Linked DNA regions of Ovis aries: region 1 is linked to region 2. A link is a contact called in public Hi-C data. All regions are on one chromosome and are shown on one strand. The core of a region is the stretch at or near the end of the contact, and the rest is flanking DNA. Distances in the headings are between cores, read along the strand shown. Region 1 overlaps MAST3 (microtubule associated serine/threonine kinase 3). Region 2 holds the start of PIK3R2 (phosphoinositide-3-kinase regulatory subunit 2).

The links. A called contact is a pair of places that touch in the nucleus more often than the background predicts.
Region 1: a Hi-C map of liver shows a contact between it and region 2, with 2.4 times the contacts expected there. The contact joins the enhancer-like site here to the promoter of PIK3R2 in region 2. A contact is called at or near these places in 12 of 16 Hi-C or Micro-C datasets (blood, hypothalamus, liver and 5 more).

Annotation. Positions count from the first base shown.
Region 1 is chr5:4,877,218-4,884,132 of ARS-UI_Ramb_v3.0, reverse strand. It overlaps MAST3 (microtubule associated serine/threonine kinase 3), which reads left to right. Exons shown (of 29, transcript XM_042249637.2): 3 at 5,662-5,693. Among named protein-coding and RNA genes, the nearest start is that of MAST3, 12 kb to the left of the region's middle. Within about 2 kb of position 2,777, at least 2 of the 54 cell types and tissues checked have an H3K27ac peak or open chromatin away from gene starts, as enhancers often do. A contact at or near this core is called in liver, where this site is marked.
Region 2 is chr5:4,839,174-4,845,713 of ARS-UI_Ramb_v3.0, reverse strand. It overlaps PIK3R2 (phosphoinositide-3-kinase regulatory subunit 2), which reads left to right and starts at 3,523. Exons shown (of 14, transcript XM_042249644.2): 1 at 3,523-3,645; 2 at 5,457-6,201. The coding sequence starts at 5,880. It overlaps MAST3 (microtubule associated serine/threonine kinase 3), which reads left to right. Exons shown (of 29, transcript XM_042249637.2): 29 at 350-2,421. The coding sequence ends at 882.

The DNA.
Region 1 (6,915 bases), core at 1,528-4,027, 39 kb before region 2:
CTTTCATCAGACAAGGAAACTGAGGCTCCAGTCTAAGAAAGTCACAATCCCGAGGTCGCCCAGCGGCATGTAATTTGCCCACCCTTAACCAGCTCTCTGGTGCACCAGCCACTGCCAACTGGCTGTGTGGCCTGGGGTGTGGGGGCAGGGGCGGTGGGAGGCACTCTTGCGTCTCCGGACTTCAGTTTCCCCATTCGCTATAAGGGCCCTCCTTTTCTGACCCCTTGCCTCGGGTTTGTGTGGGGGAGGCTGCGCCGCGAGGAGATAAGAAAAAAGGCATCACAGCTAGCAGAGGCTGACATTCCAATGTGGGTGACCCCGGGCAGCACTCCTTTGATCTCTCTGGACCTCAGTTTCTCCGTCAGTTCAATGGGAATTTAGACAATCTAGCCCTTTCCCTGGAGCTTAGACCACAATGTAGAAGCCACCGGTTGCTAGTGGGGAAACCGGGATTCATCATTTACCCAAAAAACACTTATTGAGTGCCTACTGTAGTCTCCTGGCTCCAAGAGGCAGCAGTGGTGGTGAGGGGTGTTCACCCCTGGAACTGCCCTCCTGGATCTCCCAGCCTGTTGGGGGAGATGAATGCCTGAGCAGCAGTGACCCTGCCGAGGGGTCAGGTGCCATGGGGCACCCTCAGGCACCCCTGGAGAAGGTACCTGAATTGATGGTTGCCAGTGGCTTTGGGACAGAGAAGGCAGCCCCTGGTGGCAGGGCAGGGGGTTGGTGTTTGGGGAATGAATGAGGCTGAGAGAAGCCAGAAAGGACAGGGGAAATGGGTACTGAAGCTGAGGAGAATGGGGAAAGGCAGGCCTTGAACCTGGCTGCCAGACTGTGAACCTGTCTAAAGGTGAAGGGGGGTGCGGTCACCTGGATTTGGGTTGGGGAACAGGGAGGGTGTGGGTAGAGCTGAAAGGCAGAGACCCTGATGGCATGGGGAAGGAGGGGCAGGAGAAGGGCAGGGGTCATTGCCCAAGGCAAGAGCAGGGGGACTGTGAGCATAGACGAAGGGGTTCAGCTGGACTAGTGAGCACTGGGGAACCAGGCCCCGCCCAGAGCCCCAGATAGATTTGAGCCCCGCCCGCAGCCTCTTAAAATAGAGAAACTGCCTTCGGGTAGGCGAATGGGGGTGCAACTGACGTCAGAAAGTGGGGGCCTGTTCCATGGGGAGGAGGTACCCATTCCCTGAGGACGAATCCCATGTTACAAATGGGGAAACTAAGGCTCATAGAATCATAAGCTCTGTCCAGGTGTCCCAGTGGTTAACAGAATCAGGATCTGAACCCACACCGACCTAGCTCTCCCTCCAGACCAACCCCACATTGGCAGGACTCCATCCAAGGAGGTGAAGGGATGAGTAGGGATTGCCCAGGTGAGTGAGGGCAACCTGAGCAGAGGGAACAGCACGTGGAAATGCTCAGAGGTATGCAGACATATGTGTTTATGGGGCAAGCAGAGACCATTTCTTAGCAGCGGAACTGGGCACGTGAGATGGATTCATCTTCTTCTAGGGCTTCTAGCACTGATTTTGAAGAGGTTAGACTTTCTCCCTAGGGTGATTAGGAGCTGTGGAAGGTGCTGGAGCAGGGGAGGTCATGTCAGATCTGAGAGCTTTGAAAGACTCCTCTGGAGCAGGTGGGGGTCTAAAAAAGAGCCAGAAACAAGGAAAGCATCTTGTAAAGGACCAAGTAGGAGATAAAATGAAAATATTTTTTAAAATAACAGTAGGAGTGTAAATAAAACTGCTCACATTATGGGGCACCTACAAATGCTAAATGCTAAGCATGTATTTAAGTCTCCAACAGCCCAGGGGATTATTAGCTTTATTTATCAGAGGGGGAAACTGAGGCTCAGAGAGGGAAAGTAACAGCCAGGAAGTCAGAATTGAAATTCTAACTGGTCTGGCACTTGAGAGTGCAAAGATGTTGAGGGCTTCGATTTGGGGGATCAGTCACACACTCCTTCAGTTGGAGCCCTGAGCAGCCCCCCCATCCCACCTCCCCCCTCCCCATCAGGGGGCAGCCTGCTGATCAGAGTCAATCAAGTCAATCATTTATCCTGGAGGCTAATCTTTGCCACAGGTCAAAGAGTCAATTCATAAAAGTTCGGGAAAGTCATGAGCTGATTGAGCAGTCCAGACAATACATGGAGGTGTCTTGGCCAGTCTGACTGTGGCAATGCAGGGTATGCTGTTGGCTGAGTGGTTTTGTTGTTTAGTTGATAAGTGTGTCCAGGTCTTTGCAACTCCTTGGACTGTAGCCCAACAGGCTCCTCTGTCCATGAGATTTCCCAGGCAAGAATACTGGAGTGGGTTGCTTTTTCCTTCTCCAGAGGATCTTCCCCACCAAGGGATCAAGCCTTTGTCTCCTTCATTGGTGGGCAGATTCTTCATCGCTAAGCCACCAGGGAAGCCTGACTGAATACTAGCAGGTGATAAATAGGACCTGGCTTGGCCCCTGGGCCACCAGTTTGCCTTGGCTGTGGGTAAAGGGAAGAGGAGACTGGCTCTTCCTGGTTTGGGTTAAGCTCAGCCTTCTGTGTAGCGATTGTCGGCGCCAGTTAACATAAGCTGTTATTACTAGGATTACTACCACTATTAGTCTATCATTATTTTCTTTTCCCATTTGGCCCTTTGCTTCACCAATGACAGAATTTTATAACACCAGATCCCCAAACAGAGCATGCGGGGACAGAGAAATTGGCCAGTCTGTGTCTGGACTTTGTCTCTGCTGCTGCTGGGGAAGCTCCCTGGAAGGGCCATCTGGCATTCTCATGGCCCAGTTCCAACTATTCTCCTCCTCCAGGAAGTCCTCTGGCTGTGCCATGTGGTCCTTACTGATCTCTCTCTCTCTGCTCCAGCTGCCGCCTTCCCGTGAGACTTGGTCCTACCGGGCTGAGTCCCACCTCCACCCTACTATCTCCCGTTAGCCTGCTGGTCCAACTTGAAGACCCCTCCAGGAAGTCTTTTGGCTCTCCACTCCCTCTAGCCCCTTCTCTTCCTCTGGGTCCTTGCTAGTGCCTCCAGTATGGGGGTGTCCATGCCTTCCCCTGTCTCCTTCAGACTGGGGATTCCTCCAGGTGGAGCTGAGGCTTCTGGTGAAGAGGCAGCATCACCCAGCCCAGAAGCGGATACCATAAATATTATCTTTAAAGGGCGGTTCCAGGGGGTTGGACCCCTCCCCGCCACCTCCACCCCCTTTCTAGGCGAGAACCACTCCCTCTTTCTAGGCGAGAACAGCTGGCAAAGAGGAGGTTGAAGGCAGAAGCAGATGGTGCAGGGAGCAGAGGGTCCGGGGGTGGTTCCGGGAGAGTTCCATGTGGGCCCAGCATTCCACTGAGCCTATGCAGGGAGCTACTGACCTTCCCTCATCTCTCTTTGCCACTTCACATCTTTTTGTATTTTGGAAGTAAATTAAAATTTGTGGATTAATTGTGAATTATCAACCTCACAAAACAATTGTCTTGGCTTCTTTTTATCAAAGCCTCCCCCAGCCCTAAGCCTGACAGGGCCCCATGTAACTGGACCATTTCCAAACAAGGAAACTGAGGCTCAGAGGGATGAAGTTGTTTGGCGAAGATCATACAGCCCAGATTGAGGAGCCAGACTGGGAACCAAGGACTGTGAGGGTTTTAGAAGGAATTGGCTGGGATAGGGGGGTATGTGTGTGTGTGTACACGTGTGGGCACAGCAAAAACCCCTGAGCTCAGATCCCAGCTCCTCCCTGTTTTGCCGGTTAGTAGAGGAAGGAGGAAGCCGGCATAAGAACTCACAACAATTGGAGGGGGCCAGTGGAGCCCCGAATGGTGGTGGGTCTGGGACCGTTTGCCCCACACGATACTGAGCTCTCCATCCCCGGAGGTATTCAAGCAAACAAGGAGACTTCAGGTTGGCAGGTGAGCCTCCTCCCATCTTGAAGGGCTCTGACTTGATTTTCTGATCTCAAGGTAGTTGGGGTCCAGCCTCGGGGCTTCGCCCTATCCCTGCAGATCCATCTCTTCCTCTGCCTGGAGACCCCGCCAACCCTTCCTAGCCCTGTCATCTCGGCGCCCAGCAGCTTCCGGCCCCCTCCAATTGGCAGCGGGGGCTGATGACGTCATTGTTGCCATGACGAACGCCCAACTCTAGATGTGGGCAGCCCTGAACCCACCGAGATAAAAATAGTTGTGTATCCTCAACGCTACCGCCCCAGCGTGTGTGTTTGTGTGTGGTGTCCAGAGACCTGGATTCCCGACCCTGCCTCAGTCAAGAGATGTGGGCAGCTGCTGCCCTCCGCGCCTCAGTTACCCTGCCTGTAAAAAGGCCTCTGTTCCTGGTACGTAGTGGAGGCTCAGTGATTGTGAGTAAAATTTAGCCGGTATTGCGATCGTCTGCGAAGGCCCTTGCTAAGTTCAAAAATAACACAACAACCCACGACGGTAATAATTTCTGATCATTTTTACCCCAGACCCCGCTTTACAGTGTCTCCACATTACACATGGGGAAACCAAAGCACAGGGGCTACCAACCACTTGGCTCAGGGTCCCACTGACAGGAAAGAAGAGATAATAGATCTGGACCCAGGTCTGAGTGTCCTCGGATTCTAAACTTGTGCTACACAGCCTTTTGAGAATTAAAAAGTCCTCTTGGGCAAACCACATTTGAGGGTGAACTCTGGGATCCCAGTGGACCCCAAGCATAGGGATTTCTTGTATACGGTAAGGACACCCAGGATTGGTGCAGATCAGCTTGCTGAGCTCTGCATCTTCAGTAGGGTGTGTGCCCCCAGCCCCCATTGATGACCAGGACACGAACCTGCCTGGATTTTGCAGAGGGTGAGCAGAAATGGCTTTCAGATCTGGGAGGGCACAGGGTAAGGATGATGCAGGAATCTCCCTTTCCTCAAATGTTGTTGTCCAGTCGCTAAGTTGTGTCTCACTCTTTGTGACCCCATGGGCTGCAGCACCTCAGGCTTCCCTGTCCTTCACTATCCCCCAGAGTTTGCTTAAATTCATGTCCATTGAGTTAGTGATGCTATCTAATCATCTCATCCTCTCCCACTCTCTTCTCCTCCTGCCCTCAGTCTTTCCCAGCATCAGTGTCTTTTCCAACGAGCCAGCTCTTCGCATCAGGTGGCCAAAGTACTGGAGCTTCAGCTTCAGCATTAGTCCTACCAGTGAATATTCACAGGTTGATTTCTTTCAGGACTGACTGATTTGATCTCCTTGAAGTCCAAGAGACTCTAACGAGTCTTTTCCAGCACCACAATTTGAAAGCATCAGTTCTTCGGCTCTCAGTCTTCTTTCCTCAGTAGAATATTAGCATTAATATTTAGCCACTACTGATATAGTTATTTGTTAAATCAACTAATTTATTTTAAATAATGAAGTTATTTTTAATGTAAGGAGTCTGAGAGGGCTTCCTGGAGGAAAGGATGTTTGAGCTGAGAAGTGAAGGATGAACATCAATTAACTAGCACGGGAAGGGAGGGAAAGTGGTCCCGACAGAGGATACAGGTGGTGCAAAGGCCCTGAGGCAGGGCTGAGTTCAGTGTATGGGGTGAGCAGAAAAGAGGCATTGGTTGGAACAGGGTGAACAAGGGGCCAACTGGGAGATGAGGTGAGTGGAAGGCTAGGGAAGTGAGGGGTTTGTCTCCTTGGGAATGACTCCTGTTTTCTTTTCAGAAGGAGCTGAGCCTACCACGCCGGGGACGTGGGTGAGTTCATCTTGGGCCAGTTGGCTGGGTGGAGCCCTATGGTCCTGGGCACAGATATTTCAGTGGCAGCATCTGAATTGTGAATTTATTTAATAATTACTACAAAGCTTCTCACCTTGATCCTGCCCTGCCCCCCTTTCCCCCTGGTGTTTGCAAAGTACTTCACAGGCACCTCACCACAGGCTGGGAGGTGAGGTACACATCATGCCAGTTTGCAAACAGGAACCTGAAGTGCATCAGGGTTGCATCACTGGCCAAAAGCATCCAACTTGAAAGGGTGGTTTCCAGAGTCCAGACTGTAAAATTCCAATCTGGTGTCCTGGAATCGGCTTGCATGCCTCCCATGACAGAAAGCTCATTCTATTTCAGGGAACATCGGTGGACAATCATACAATTCAGGGTCACGTTAATGTTCCTGGCGGTTGGCATTGTGAGATCCCTCAGACTCAGAGAAGATTTGTTAAATGTCCTCACTGGCTTGTTGATGTTGCTTAGTCGCCAAGTCACGTGCCACTCTGTGACCACCTGGACAGTAGCCCACCAGGCTCCTGTCCATAGGGTTTCTCAGGCAAGAATACTAGAGTGGGTTGCCATGCCCTTCTCCAGCGGATCTTCCTGACCCAGGGATCGAATCTGCGTCTCTTGTGTGTCTTGAGTTGGCAGGCAGATTCTTTATCACTGAGCCATCTGGGAAGCGCCCAGGTTTACACAGGCTTATCTGGGCTTCCCTCTAGCTCAGCTGGTAAAGAATTCGCATGCAATGCAGGAGACCCCCCGCAACATAGGAGACGCAGGATTGATCCCTGGGTCAGGAAGATGGCTGAGAAGAGAATGGCTACCCACTCCAGTGTTCTTGCCTGGGAAATCCCATGGTCAGAGAGCCTGGTGGGCTACAGTCCATGGGGTCACAAAGAGTTGGACACGAGTGAAGCCGCTTAGCACACTTAGCAGCATCGGTGGGAAAACCAAAGTCCAGGAAGGGGACTTTGAGGGGAGGGGTTTGCCTTGTGCTTGTGGTCTGGGGAAGTATGATGGCAAACACTGCCTCTGGAGGCTTGGAAGCTGTGTTTGGCTGAGTTGCGGGTGGGAATTCCCTTGCGCCTCAGTGAAATCACTCCCTCAGCAAACTTCTTTTGAGTATCTACTGTGTGCTAGGTTCTGTTCCAGGCACAGGCGACAGGGTGAGAAGTTAATGCTGGACCCTGTCATGCAGCTCGCACTC
Region 2 (6,540 bases), core at 2,274-4,773:
AGGGGTGGAGAGTGGGTACAGGCAGAGGCAGGGCCCTTATTGGATAAATTCCTGGACCAGTGGGTGGATGGCTCATGGGATGGACAGATGGACAGTGGACAGGTACCTTTGGCCGAATGATTTGCTGGGGCATTTAGATAAGAAGTGGATGGAAAGGTGCTAGAGCTCTGATGGTTGAATAGGAGTTTACCGGATCTAAGCCAAAGGAAGAACCTGCGCAAAGGGAAAACCAGGCCTGATAGGTGACCACATGCCTGGAAATGATATGGGCTTTGCAGTCAGTCCCAGGACCCCACCTCGAGGCTGGGACATTGAGACTGGTGGCCTGACCCTCCCCTGTCACTCGCAGACACAGCGTCTCCACCCAGTGTATCCCCAAGTTCCAGCAGCCCTGCATCTCCAGCTGCCGCCGGCCACACCCGCCCCAGCTCCCTGCATGGCCTGGCCGCCAAGCTCGGGCCACCTCGCCCCAAAGCCGGCCGCCGCAAGTCCACCAGCAGCATCCCACCCTCCCCACTGGCCTGCCCACTTGTGCCCGCGCCCCCACCCCGCTCACCCTCACCCCTGCCAGGGCACCCGCCTGTGCCTGCCCGATCCCCAAGGCTGCGCCGAGGCCAGTCAGCTGACAAGCTGGGTACAGGTGAGCGACTGGATGGGGATCTGGGGCGCCGCAGCCGCGGCCCGGAGTCTGAGCTGGTGATCATGCGACGGCTGCATCTATCTGAGCGCCGAGACTCCTTCAAGAAGCAAGAGGCCGTGCAGGAGGTGAGCTTTGATGAGCCACTGGAAGAAGCCACTGGGCCACCCACCTTGGTGCCGCAAATTGCCGTGGAGGGCGCTGAGGCCGTGTCAGGAGCCCTTGGACCCTCTGGGAAAGACTAATCTACTTGGCCTCCCCCTGGCCTGGCAGTCAATGCATTTTCTGTGGAATGTGTTTTCCATAAACTGACACCTGGATGGAGACTGAGCCACCAGCCTCTGACATCTGAAAGAAGAGAGGCCATCACAGTTCTTGCCGGACGGTGTAGACAGTGCCTCCTTCATGTTCTGGAGCTGGTCGATCAGGGGCCCGTAGGGGCAGGAATGGGAGACTAGGGTGGCATTGTAAATAGCAGCAGATCCCTGCAACTAATTTATTACTTTTTATAAGCGACAGTCAGACTGAGTCACCACCTTAAGGCGGCTGCCCAGGTCTTGCCCCAGGCACCTGGGACCCATCTGTAAACCCTGCCCCCCCGGGCTGAGAAGGAAGCACTTTGGACAAGTCAACGCGTGTTCATGTTTTATGGTTTTTCTGTTCTTTTAAAGTTTTTTTGTGTGTGTGTTACTTGATCCCATCCCTGACTCAAGACCCATACATTTGAAGGGATGCAGCCTAGCTTATCAGTCCAGGCCCAATTTGGATGACTTGGAGAGTCTGTAGACAATTCCCCTCCACCACAAAACAAAGTAATTCTGATGATGGACTGGATTCTGCAGGCCACTTGCCACTATCATGGCTTCCATCTCTAGGCCAGCCTTGCTAGAGTCTGCCTCCAGTTCTATAGGCTTAGGGGTTGTGGGAACTGGGGCTTTGATGTATGAGTAGAAGTTCACCAAATATAGACAGAGGAGTCATCCACTTCACAGGCAGACACTGATGCCCCAGGAGGCAGAGGCCTCAAAGGGTACTGCCAGGGTAGGGGAAGAATGTCCACCCTGGACAAGAATTTTTTGTATTTGATGCCTACCAGGGTGAGAACTTGACGATGATGTGTCTGAAACACCCCCTGGGAGGTGCCTTCGATATGTGACAGCCTTGCTGGGATGAAATCCGAATAAGAAAATCCAACCGGGGGGCAGTGAGGCCCAGGTTGCAATCTTGGCTTCACTGGCTCTGGGAAAATGGCTTCCCCACTCTGTGCCTCAGTTTCCTTGTGTTTACAAAACTAATACTAATGACTATTTATTAAGCACCTACTGTATGCCAAGCGCTTTTACTTGTGGCTTCTTCCTCAGTCAGCTTTGAGAAGGCTGGAGGTAGTGTCGTCCTCCCCATAACTAAGGCCTGGCAAGGGGCAAAGACATGCCCCACGCTTTCCTGGTAAGAGTCATGCAGCCAGCCCGTCCTGGGCATTGTCAAGGGAGCTGTGGAGAATCTGTTAGATACAGCAGACTCCGACTCCAACCCTCTCCCCTGAAATGCTGTGTGACCCACTGGGCATCTCAGAGCCTCCGTTTTCCACTGGGAGATGGCTAACGTAATGGCTGTGTCCCACAGGATAAGGGCACTTTCCAGGCTCTGCAGCCCACTCTGCGTTCCTTCCGGAGCCACCCACACAGCACTGCCTGGTGTTGGAGCTAGATCAAGGCTGTGCATGACTTTTGCTCCCGCCTTCCATCCTGGAGCTGACAGTGAATAAAAGCTCACATTTACAAAGAGGAGGTCCGATGTCTGGATTTCTGAGGGGCTGAGAAAAGGGTAAGGGAAGAGTGGGGTGGGGTCGGATGAAAATAGACCCTTGGCTCAAAGTCGCCGGAAGTGGGTTTGGAAGGCTGCTGGGAGCACCATTGAGATCCTTCTTGATGCCTTCTCTGATCCAGGTCTCCAGCTACCCTCTCCCGGTTGAGTACCTATCATGGGCTCTGTCCCTAAAAGCTTCCTACAGACACCGTCTGGGCCTTGAAACTGTGATAATGAACAAATAAACCATCTTTGTGACCTTTTTATACTGGTCTTCGCTTGGGCTGTGCCCTAAAATTCCCCTCACCACGTCGGAACCCAGCCTGAGTGCGTTCAGATTACTTTTGAAGTGTTAGGAAGGGTCGGAAACTGTAGCCACGCCCCTTATTTCCGAGTGTCTTCGGCTCTTTCCGGAAACAGTCATACGCCTGCGGGCCGGCATTGGGGTAGTTCTCTCCGCCCGCGAGTTAATTCAGTTGTTTCTAGACGCTCTGGGCTACCATGGAAACCCCGGCTTTGAAGCCTGATCCCTTCTCGGCCCTCAGCTTGTTTCCTGAAGCGTTCAGCTTTCTGTGGCGAGCCCGTTCCACCTAAATGCCACCTTCAGTTCCTTGAGCTCAGGGCCACCTCACTTGCTCTCGGGAGCCGTCCCTGCCTCGGCAGTTTCCGGAAGTGGGTAGTCGCCTCTGGATCTAAGTCCTCAGGGCCTCGTTTGGGGCCAAGCACACTTGGTTCTTTCCAGTAAGTTTCCGAAGTTTCGAGGCCCAGCCTGTTTTGCGAGTCCGGCTGGAGAGCGCTCGGCCGTTTCCGGAATCTCAGGCATCTCAGTACAGCCCAGTCTAGCCGGGTCCAGCCTGCGAGTGACTCATCTGATCCGATTGTGTTCGACTGTTTCCGGAAATGATCGGCTGTCTCTGGCCACGTTCCCCCCACGTTCCCCTCCAGTCCCGCGGGAGTACGTTCGGCTCTTTCCGGAAGCAGTCGGGCGTCCTCTGGCCCCACCTCGGCCCCAGATCACCCGCCCGGCCCGAATGCACTCGGCCATTTCCGCCGGGGGGCGGGCCCGACCGTTCGGAACCGCGGCGGCAGCGGCGGAGGCGGGGATCCCGCGGCTGCGGCGACGGCGGCCGCGGTGAAGCCACGGGTCTGGCTCGGTTCGGCGTGACGGTGGCCGCGGCGGCTGCGGTGGCGGCTACGACCAGGTAAGTGTGAGCTGTCCGCGTGGCAGGCGGGGTTGAGGGTGCGCTCAGATGCGGGGCGCCCAGGCAGAGTATGGGGCCGCGGTGGAAGCCGGAACGCGAGCAGGGCTGCATCGGGCCCCGCGGGAACTGGGGGCCGCAGGGAGCGGGAGGCCTCGGGCTCGACCTGGCCCTGGTGCAGCCTGCCCTGGAAGATGAGGGTGGAACGGCGAACTGTAGGCAGAGAGAAGGGGTTGGAGCCGCGGCCCTGAATTGAGGGAGGCCCTGCCGGGAGTGGGGCGTCGAGCAGTAAAGAGGGGGCGCCCAGGCATTGTGTAGGGCATAGTGGGGTGGTGGGGTGCAAGACGGTAGAGGGTCGACTGCGCTCTGGCCCCCGAGCTGGGCTTCGGGGTCCACGCAGGCCCGAGTGCGCATTTGCACACGCGTGAGCTCGCAGGCCCTGCATCCTCCGCCAAGCCCCCAGCCTGGCCCCTCCACCCCGCCTCTTGGATTCGGGGAGCGCTGGTTCCCAGGCGCGCACACCGGGGCGTGTGCAGACGTGTGCACGGCAGGGCGCGGAGGCGGGCAGGCAAGCGGATTCAGGCGGTTTTCTGGACGTCTCTGTCGCTGGGCCTCAGTTTCCCCATCTGTAGAATGGGGGACCAGGGGCCAGGGAGTGGATATGTTGGGGCGTCCCGGAATGTGGAGCTTGTGCCCAGTACTTGGACACCTCTAGCGTTTCCCTGTGGTCGACGGATAAAGCCTGACCCTCTACCTGGCCCCCAAGGCCCTGCCTGGCCTGTGGCTTTCTTAAGGCCACTCTGAACTCTTGACAAGTATTTCTTGCCGTCAAGCCTTTGCCTGTACTAGTCTTTCTGACCAGCGCTCCTCCTGTCCTCTGTGAGGAACCGCCTTTCAGAAAAGCACCGCCCCCCCCCCCACCCCACCCCCAATCTCTCAGGAAGACCCAACCTGCAGGGCTGTGATTGAGAATGTGTCTGTGCTGGGCCATATCTCCCAGGATTGGTGACTCCTTGGGGGTGATCATTGCCCCTGCATGCAGCAGCCACCCGCTTGGCAACTGCAGTGCCGTCCTTCCTGCTACCCTTTCCCAGCTCCATGTCTATTCTGGGGCTAAGGCCCTCTTGGATTCCCACCAACCCTCTTCTGTTTTAAGTACCTACTGTGGGCCTGAAGCTGAGACATGTCAGGAACCACCCGCCGCCCCCACAGCGCCCCGTTCTCTCCTCCCCCTGCAGAGATCAGAGATCCATTTGCTTGGACTCACCTTTGCTTGTGCTATGACATCTGCTTGGACTTCATTCCCTATCCCTTTTGGCCCCTGCCGCCTCTTACTGCGCTCAGCCATCCCAGCCCCTCCTCAGGGCTCCACAGCACACTGAACATCATCTCCCATTACACCCTGCACATTACGCCCTGAGCATTCAGGGTTTAACTGGCCATTGGGGATGGATGCATCCTGGGCCTTGTGAAAATGAGCTTTTCAGTCCTGGCTTCCTGGCCCACTGAATGGTCCAACAGAGACCTGCTTACTCTGAGCCTTAGTTTCCCCATCTCTAACAGGGGCGAAGAAAAACTTGTTTACTGAACTTGCAGTGTGCCCAGGGCAGATTCTTGGGAGCTCTGTGCCCAACAACCCCAAGGGAGGGCTATTCACCCATCTTACAGCTGGGGAAACGGAGGCCCAGAGAGGTGCAGGGACTGACCCAAGGGTACCCAGTTAGGGGACTCTAACCTGGGATTTGGGTTTGGCTCTGAATTGAGGGTGGCAGGAGTTCAAACCGACTCATGCTGCCCCGCCCCTCTCCCCCTAGGTCGGTGTCCCGAGCCGAGCATGGTGACAGCCTGTGCCCTCGGCCCCCTCGCCTGGCGCAGCTGGAAGAGCCGCCAGCCTCGGGAGCCGATGGCCCCCCACGTGAGGGAGTGAGCAACCTGGCCCCACCCTACGGATTGAGGGGGGACGCAGCAGCTGAGTGACCTGAGATCAGGCTGCCGACCCCCTCCCACCAGTTGACGAATGGTGGAACAAGCAACGAGTGACCCTTGTTAGGGTCGTGAAATAATGGTGGGAAGCAAAGCGTGAGCATCCCAGGTGGTCGCCTGTAACTTCTTGGTGGAAATCGAAGCCTGAGTCCCCAAGCCCATCCATCGGACCCTCCCGGCCCCCCACCCCGGGCTGATGGGGCCACTGGGGCCCCAAGCAGCCACCTGACCATCCAGACCCCACCCTGCCAGCCATGGCTGGCCCTGAGGGCTTCCAATACCGTGCATTGTACCCATTCCGCCGGGAGCGGCCGGAGGACCTGGAGCTACTTCCGGGTGATGTGCTGGTGGTGAGCAGGGCCGCCCTGCAGGCGCTGGGCGTGGCCGAGGGCAACGAGCGCTGCCCGCAGAGCGTCGGCTGGATGCCTGGCCTCAATGAGCGTACCCGGCAACGCGGTGACTTCCCTGGCACCTATGTGGAGTTCCTGGGGCCCGTGGCCCTGGCCCGGCCTGGCCCTCGCCCACGTGGCCCCCGCCCACTGCCCGCCAGGCCCCGAGACGGGCCCCCTGAGCCAGGTGAGCAGCAGATTGGGCCCCTGGCAGGGATGAGGGAAACCGAGAGTGCCCCCAGACCCTCAGTTTCCTCTTTCCCATGAGGCGATGGTGCTTCTCCCTGGAGAGGAGGAATGAGGATATCTGATTGGTTGGCAGATGTCAATTACACTGCTATGGAGGGCTGGGTGCAGTTTGTGGCTGGGCACCCAGAGGCGGACACACTAGCCTCGCCCTGCTCTCACGGGGCTTCTGGTTCAAGAAGTGAGAAAAAGGTGATCAAGTGATATCAGCTGCCGAGAGAAAGACGCCTCTCAGAGAGTAGGGGGAGAAGGCAGCAGACATAGCAAAGACAAAGGCCCT